Linked DNA regions of Pan troglodytes: region 1 is linked to region 2. A link is a contact called in public HiChIP or PLAC-seq data. All regions are on one chromosome and are shown on one strand. The core of a region is the stretch at or near the end of the contact, and the rest is flanking DNA. Distances in the headings are between cores, read along the strand shown. Region 1 holds the start of AKAP8 (A-kinase anchoring protein 8). Region 2 holds the start of SYDE1 (synapse defective Rho GTPase homolog 1).

Evidence for each region. HiChIP or PLAC-seq counts read pairs in DNA pulled down with a chosen protein or histone mark.
Region 1: a contact with region 2 is called in an H3K4me3 HiChIP or PLAC-seq map of stem cell-derived excitatory neurons, with 2.8 times the contacts expected there. The contact joins the promoter of AKAP8 here to the promoter of SYDE1 in region 2. A contact is called at or near these places in 1 of 7 Hi-C or Micro-C datasets (stem cell-derived neural progenitor cells) and 1 of 1 datasets of contacts at active chromatin or transcription factors (stem cell-derived excitatory neurons).

What each region holds. Positions count from the first base shown.
Region 1 is chr20:18,070,406-18,074,334 of NHGRI_mPanTro3-v2.0_pri, forward strand. AKAP8 (A-kinase anchoring protein 8) reads right to left here and starts at 2,265. Exons shown (of 14, transcript XM_016935347.3): 1 at 1,996-2,265. The coding sequence starts at 2,014. AKAP8L (A-kinase anchoring protein 8 like) reads right to left here. Exons shown (of 14, transcript XR_010153740.1): 13 at 2,806-3,929; 14 at 2,339-2,719.
Region 2 is chr20:17,798,047-17,802,202 of NHGRI_mPanTro3-v2.0_pri, forward strand. SYDE1 (synapse defective Rho GTPase homolog 1) reads left to right here and starts at 1,647. Exons shown (of 8, transcript XM_003316162.6): 1 at 1,647-1,814; 2 at 3,351-3,692; 3 at 3,989-4,156. The coding sequence starts at 1,727.

The DNA of each region.
Region 1 (3,929 bases), core at 1,015-3,514, 270 kb after region 2:
GCCTCCCAAAGTGCTGGGATTACAGGCGTGAGTCACCGCGCCCGGCCCTTCCTGCCACTTTTAAGGCCTCCACGGATCCCCTGGACCTTTAAGTCCCAGAGCCTTCGCCTGGCCCTAAGGCATCAGACAGCACTCTTCACCCCTCCACACACCCCGCCCACTATGGCATCTGTCTGGTCCCTCCAGGAAGGAGAATGGGAACTGTGTTCTCTTTATTTCTGTGTCCCTGGGGCCCAGCACTGAGCTGCGCGTGGGTGGCCATCATGCCTGTTAAATGACTTCACTTTGATGAGGCAGGAACATATCCATGTCTCCCTCACCAGAACAACCCCCCCGCCCCTGGCTAAGTGCCTAGTGCGTGCCGATACACCGCAAGCACCCAGCAAACCCTGTTGTCCGGAATGCCATTCAGAGACAAGGGAGCTAGGCTCATGGGTTACGAGACTTGACCCAGTCATACTGCTGAGTTTTGCCCTCTTGCTATGCTACGCCTTCCCCTCCGTCATACCGCAAAACCTTCTAAATTCGCATCCGTGCAGCAGAAAGGCAGACTGCAGATTCTAACAGCAAGTAACCAACCTCGAGAGACTGCTTCTCTGTGAAGCTCTAGTGTAAGTGGCACGCACTATTAACCTTAAAACGCTCCCGGAAGCACAAGAAATCAGGGAAGCTTAACTATCTCCACTGTGTCTGAAAGGTTTTCGGCAGGTAGGAAGAGGGGGTAAAAAAAAAAAACCTCTCCAAACTAAGAATGAAAAGGAGGAATACAATACCTGCAGAAAAGATCTGATGGGAAAGAAGGGAAAGAATGGTGAAATCTACCCAGGCTGCGGAAGACCAGGAGAGCCAGGCTGAGCCTTCGCTAGGACCCGGAAGACACCAAAGCACACCGCGCACACTGCCGCCTCAGGACCGAAACCTCTCTGCAATTTCTGGTGCTGGGCTACTTTTGCCCTGCCACTTCTCAAGATCGACAACTTCTCGAGCTCCTGCAGCCAGGATCAGACCACTAGCTTCTCTACAACCAGTCGAGCTCCACCCAGCATGTCCCAACTATCCCCTGTGGGCAAACTTTGCTCCCAGAAGGCTCTGATTCCAGAAGCAGGGAGCAGGCAGCTCGAGAAGATCGGCCCTACTGCAGGCCAAGCGCTAAATCCTAGTGGGGAAAGGACACGTTCCCTCCTGCACAGCTCCTCGGCCCCTCCAGGCCACCACAACAGACTGCCTAAAGGAGAACTGCCAATGTCACCAGCCCCAGGGCACATCAGGTTTCCAGCTTTGTACGAACACTCAGCATCTGCCCCTCACCATCCTGTCCCAAGCCAGCACGCGCCGGGTACAGAGCTGGAGCCCGGCGAGGCCGACTCTCGCGCCGGCAGCACTCGGCCCCAACGCGCTGCACCGGGGACTAAAGGCCCGACCCCGCGCAGCCCGACGGCTTCCGGGACAGGCGCCCTGGGCCACGTGAGCCCAGCGGAGACCCTACACGGCCCCGCGGGCCTAGGGCAGGTCGGGAGAGAGGCGGCCCCCGCGGTCCGCCCGCGGCCCCAGACCCAGCTCCCCGGGTCCGACCTCACAACCCCACGCTGTAGCTCCGCCCCCCTAGCGCCGCCATTTTGTGGCGTCTTCGGAAGAGGAAGCCGGGAGTGCAAACCCCGGGGTCGCTGGGGGCCGGAAGGACTCCGCCGAAGGTGAGGGGCAAAAACGGCCCACACTGTCCAAGACGGCCCCACGAAGCCCACCGCGGCGTCTGCCCCAACCCCGAGTCCCGCCCGCCTCCTCGGGGCCTGGCGGCCAATCCGCACGCAGCGCCCCGGGAGCGACGGCGCCAAAGCCCAATGAGCGGCGCGCGCGCGCCCTGGCCGCCTCTCCGGAGGGCCCAGCTGCGGCAACCACGCTCGGGACGAAGGCCCGGCCCGCGGCAGTCTGCGCAGCGGCTGCGCCGCCCGCACAGAGCCTTCCCTCCCCGCTCCGCACCCAGCAGCCAACACAAACCTCCGTAGCCCTGGTCCATGTCTTCGACGCGGCCCACCAGCAGCCCCTTTTACTAGGCGACCACAGCACGCATGCGTTCAGCGCACCTCCGCCATCGACTACTGGAAGACCAGGCGCACACGTCACTACTTCCGCGCGCCCCCATTGGCTGGTCTTCACGAGGGCCCGCCCTCGCCGTCCCAGCTGGCCTTTCGGGCTGCTAAGATCCAGCTCCGTGGCCTGATGGGAGTTGTGGTCCCACCGCCGTGCCCGACGGCCCGGCCCGCGCGCATGCGCACCCCGCCCCTCCGCCCACCCCCGCCCCGCCCCGCCCGCGCGGCACAGTAACAGAGAAACCCGGAGGTAGGATGGGAAAACTTTATTAGGTTTGGTTTCCAGCTTCGGCCACGCGGGCCCCGCCCGCCCCGAGCTCGGGTCACGGGGCGCCCCCGCCGCCCTCCTCGTCGTCCTCCACGTCGAGGCCCGGGATGCCGCGGATCTGGCGTTGCAGCGCCCCTCCCAGCAAGGGCACGGCGCCCTCCTCCTCCTCCTCTGGGGGCGGCGGCGGTGGCGGCGACACGGCCCCGGGGGCTGGCTCTGGGGGCACGGGAGGCTGCGCCGGCACGCCCTCTGCGCCCTCCGAGATCCCTGCCGCTTCGCCCGGCGCCCCCTCGTCCAGGGCACCGCCCTCAGCCTCCTCCTGCTCCTTCTCCTCCTCGGGGCTGTCGGTGAAAGGGTTCTCGCCCTGTGGGGAGGGGCGCGGACACTGAAGGGAGGGAGCACAGGCGGGGACTAAGCTGGGGACAGGGCAGGCCTGGACCAGTGCCTCACCTTCAGGTAGCGCTCCAGCTTCTTGCTGATGAGCTTGTTGTTGAGAATACTGCGGGCCACCATGAGGGAGGACTTCTTGGACTGCTCCATCATGAGCTGCGGGCAGGGCAAAAGGAGCTGGAGAGGCTGCTCTGAGTGCCCTACAAGTTCCTGCCCCAACCCTGCCAGCTTAGAGGGACCCCACCCCGCCCCCGCACCCACGCACTTCCAGCCCCACCAACAGAGGGCCACTCCACAAGCATGGAACCACAACCTATCTGATCTTTGTTCAAATTCCCTCTCCTTCCACACCACACTTACTGTAGGTAAATAAAAATACAGATCTATATATCTCTATCTTTACGGCTGTATTACAGAAATCTGATTTGCTTACAAAAAAGCTATAAGCAGTGAACAATTAAGAAACTAAGAGCCAAAGGTGCAACCTGTAACAAGGTGCCAACTAGGCTAATAGGCAAGGAGCACTTTGGGGCCAACGGGGAAGATATAAAAACAGGAACAGATATTTAATGAAACGTCTTTTTTAACCCACAGAATTCCAAGAATGAAGAATTATTCCCAGTCATGCAAGGGTGAAGAGAGTCTTCTCTGCTGGTGGGAGGATCAACTGTTTCCGTATTTTTTGGAAAGCAGTTTGACACAATGTATGAAAAGTAAAAATCTGTCTCATTAATCCCTTCCCAGAACGTATCCTAAATTTAAGAACTGGAAACATGCGTGCACACTGATTGTAGTGGTGAAAAATGGGAAAACACCTAAACGTTCCTCAGTGCAGAAGAGGTTAAATAAATCGTACATTCAAAAGAACATCATGCAGCCCTTCAAATCGGGCTCATCTCTGCACTGGCATAAGAAAGGTGTATAATATAGTACTGTCTGCAGAGCATGCCAGAGCCATTTTGTCTGGAAGGATTTCCATCAATATGCTGGGCCATCTCCTCATGGTGGGAGTACAGGCAAATCTCACTTTGATCATCATAAAAACCATAAGGTAAAAGAAGGATATTTTTGGTGGGGTGGGAGAGCCCATTGAGTCCTTCCCACTCCATTTACATGTTTCAGAAAGCCTTCTCACTTGCTGTTTCTACTCTCTCCATCTTCATTTTTTTTTTCCTTAGCACGTT
Region 2 (4,156 bases), core at 397-2,896:
TTCCCCATGCTGGTCAGGCTGGTCTCGAACTCCCAACCTCAGGTGATCCGCCCGCCTTGGCCTCCCACAGTGCTGGGATTAGAGGCGTGAGCCACCGCACCCAGCCGAGCCCAGGAGTTTGAGACCAGTCTGGGCAACATGATGAGACTCTATCTCTACAAAAAGTAGGGAAATTAGCCAGGTATGGTGACACATGCCTGTAGTCCCACTTGCTCGGGAGGCTGAGGCAGGAGCATCACTTGAGCCCAAGAGGTTGAGACTGCAGTGAGCTGTGGTGGTACCACTGCACTCCAGCTTGGTCTAGTTTTATATATTTTAGGGAGACATGAGACAGCAATCAATATATGTAAGATGCACATGGGTTTGGTCTGGGAAGGCAGGACAACTCAAAAGTAGGGAGAAGGCTTCCAGGTTATAGGTAGATAGGAGAGAAACAATTGCATTCTTTCGAGTTTCTGACTAGCCTTTCTGAATATGCAATTTACAGAGATAGTCACTTATGCCTTAGTCTGGCTTAGTGAAACAAATAGGTAAGGAAGCGATCAGATATGTGTTTGTCTCATGTGAGCAGAGGGACAATTTTGAGTTCTGCCTGTCCTTCATCCATAAGGAATTTCCTTGTAGGCAAATTGTGGGGGAGGTATGTAGCTTTTTTTTTTCTTTTCTTTTCTTCTTTTTTTTTTTAGATGGCATCTTGCTCTGATGACCAGGCTAGAGTGCAGTGGCACAATTTTGATTCACTGCAACCTCCACCTCCCGTGTTCAAGCAATTTTCCTGCCTCAGCCTCCCAAATAGCTGGGATTACCAGTGCCCACCCACCATGCCTGGCCAATTTTTTTTTTCTTTTTCATATTTTTAGTAGAGATGGAGTTTCACCATGTTGGCCAGCCTGGTTTCGAACTCCTGACCTCAAGTGATCCATCGCCTCAGCCTCCCAAAGTGCTAGGATTACAGGAGTGAGCCACCGCGCCCAGCTAGCTTTTTTAACCTTGTAGCTATCTTACTTAGGAATAGAATGGGAGGCAGGTTTGTCCTACACAGTTACCAGTTTGACTTCTTCCTTTTGGCTCAGTGATTTGGAGGTCTCAAGATTTATTTTCCTTTCACAATCACGACATGGTTGTTTTACATCATTACGTTTGGGGATGGTTTGTCAAACAGCAGTAGTAATTGGAATTTGGAGGTGAGAGAATTGAGTGGGGAAAGAGTGGCATGGGGAGACCAAGGAAGAAGCTTGGGGTGGGGTGGGTAGTGGGGACGGTCATTGAAACGAATGACACTACGGCTTGCACCAGGTTGAAGCAGTACCTGGCAAGGAGAGAGGGGATACGTGGAGGCTGCGATTTGGAGACAGACCCAAGAGAACTTCCTGGATGCCATCACCCAGAGTCCCATCCAGGGAGGGTGGGTGAGGTGGAAGACAAGGGATCGGGCCTGCGCCACGATCGTCGCGTCCCATCGAAGCTGGAGCGGATCCGGGCACCCGGAGCCCCCATTCCAACCCCTCCCGGCCCCAGGCAACTACATCTCCCAGCATCGCCCGCTCGGGCCGCGGGAAAGGGGAAAAAAAAAAAAAAAAGTTTGGGCCAAGCATTCCCGGAATGTGCTTCCTGCTGGCGCGGGGCGGGGGGCGGGCGGGGAGGCCCGGGCGGGGCGGGGAGGGCGCGGGGCGGCGCGGCCGGAGCCCGGGGCGCGCACTCGGCTCGGCCCGGCCCGGGCCGCAGCATGGCCGAGCCGCTACTCAGGAAAACCTTCTCCCGCCTGCGGGGCCGGGAGAAACTTCCCCGGAAAAAGTCGGACGCCAAGGAGCGCGGTAAGCGGAGATCGGTGGGGAAGAGGGGGCGCCAAGCCCCACCCGGCCTGGGAGCGGGGTCCCAGGGCCCCGAGGACAGACGGTAGGGGGGATCAGGGGGAGCCCCCCGCACCCCGCTGCAGACTGGGGTGCCTCCAGCCAGGGGAGGGTAGGGGTCCTGGAAGGAAGGGGCTGGGAGGGAGGGGGGCGCGGACCGTTATGTGCAGCTGGCCGGGGATGCCAGCGCTGCGGGCTCCTTGGGAGGCCCGGGAGGGGGCCTCGCCCACGACAGGAAATGGGGCCGCGACTGAGGGCCTGGAGGGTGGAGGGGAGGAGGGGCTGGGAGGCCGGGACACTGGGGCCCAGTCGGGCTGGGCAAGGGGCATCGGGAGCCCTGGAGGCGCAGGATGGGAGATGGGAGGCGTACTCCTGCAAAGGAAAGAGAGGGGCGGCCCGTCAATCAGAGTAGCTGCCCCCTCCGCCTCCCACCTACTAACAGTGACGGCAACTGCGCCTGCCTTAGCCCCAGGAAACTGTCCCTTTTATACAGATGGGGAAACTGAGGCACGGAGCAATTGGGTCATGTGCCCAGGGCCAGTGACTTAAACAGCTCTTTGGACTATGCTACAAACAGAGACCCTAGAGGGTGGACATCGGAGGTGGCCAGAGGAGGAGTTCAGCAGGGTAGCAAGTAAAAACCTTAGAGAAACAGCTGCGTGGGATAGGGGGACCCAGGAAGGAAGGAGTTAAAGGAGGAAGACCAGACCATTCCATGGACGTACCCCTTCCCCCCAGGCCTTCCCAAAGATTCCCAATGTTCCCAGGGAAGGGAGAAGGGACAGAGATGCCCAAACACAAACACACACAGGAAACAGCCCAGGACATGAGAGACAGGAGAGGAGGGAGGGAAGGGGAAGTCCCAAGGCATTGAGCGTGGGGGGTCTGGCCTGGGCTGAGGGACAAGGGCCCATCCCAGGATGGCGACAGAGTTTGGAAGACAGGAGGGAGGGTAAAAGGGGCAGGGGACTGGGAGTGACTGTGCTGCAGGGAATAGAGAACCCAGCTCCTCACTCCTGAGCACGTAGTGCCTGCTGTGGGCTGTATACTTTTCCAAAAGGCTCCTGGAAGCCTCCCTGGACATGGAAATCACATCCCCCCATTTCACAGGAGGATACTGAGCCTCAGAGAGGGAAGCGACTTGCCCAAGGCCACACAGGTGCAAAGCTCCATGCCACGGTTATTGAGAGGGGAGAGGAAGTGGAGACTGGAACGCAGTACCTACGGGCCCCAGGAAGCCTGACTTAGAACCCTGAGGCTGCAGGGATGGAGTCCCCTTTTGGGATGCCAGGGACTGAGTAGGGGGTGCTCTAAGCTGATAACCGAGATCACTAGCCTGTGGCTGCCTATTCCAAACAAAACAGCAGGATCCAAGGAACCATGACTTATCAGGGGCCGGCCAGGGCCGTACACAGCATCCCACCCACTGATCAATTGCACAGGGCTGCTCTGCAGGCAGTGAGGGGCTGGGTGGGTCTCACTCCCCTTGCTCTCCGCCAGGCCGCCCAGCCCAGCGCCCAGAGCCCAGCCCTCCAGAGCCAGAGCCCCAGGCTCCCGAAGGGTCCCAGGCCGGAGCAGAGGGGCCCTCCAGCCCCGAGGCATCAAGGAGCCCTGCACGGGGAGCCTACCTGCAAAGCCTGGAGCCCAGTAGCCGCCGATGGGTGCTGGGTGGGGCCAAGCCAGCTGAGGACACCTCTTTAGGGCCTGGGGTACCTGGCACTGGGGAGCCCGCCGGCGAGATCTGGTACAACCCCATCCCTGAGGAAGACCCCAGACCTCCAGCACCTGAGCCCCCGGGGCCACAGCCTGGCTCAGCTGAGTCAGAGGGCCTGGCCCCCCAAGGTAAGAACAAGCTTCACATCCCCTTCCCCAAGGTGAGCACCAGCCCCACATCCCTTCCCTTCAGGGTAGCACCAGCCTCACACTCCCTCCTCCCAGAGGAGCACCAACCTCACACTCCTTCCCTTCAGGGGAGCACCAGCCTCACATCCCCACCCCGTCAGGGGAGCATCAGCCTCACACCCTCCTCCCCCCCAGGGGAACACCAGCCTCACACTCCTTCCCTTCAGGGGAGCACCAGCCTCACCCCCCTCCCCTAAGCCCAGGTTCCTGGACCCTGAAATCTGCTCTCCACACAGGTGCAGCCCCCGCCAGCCCCCCAACCAAAGCCTCCCGCACCAAGTCCCCGGGCCCCGCCAGGCGCCTCTCCATAAAGATGAAGAAGCTGCCGGAACTGCGGCGCCGCCTGAGCCTGCGAGGCCCCCGGGCTGGCAGGGAGCGCGAGAGGGCTGCCCCTGCGGGCTCCG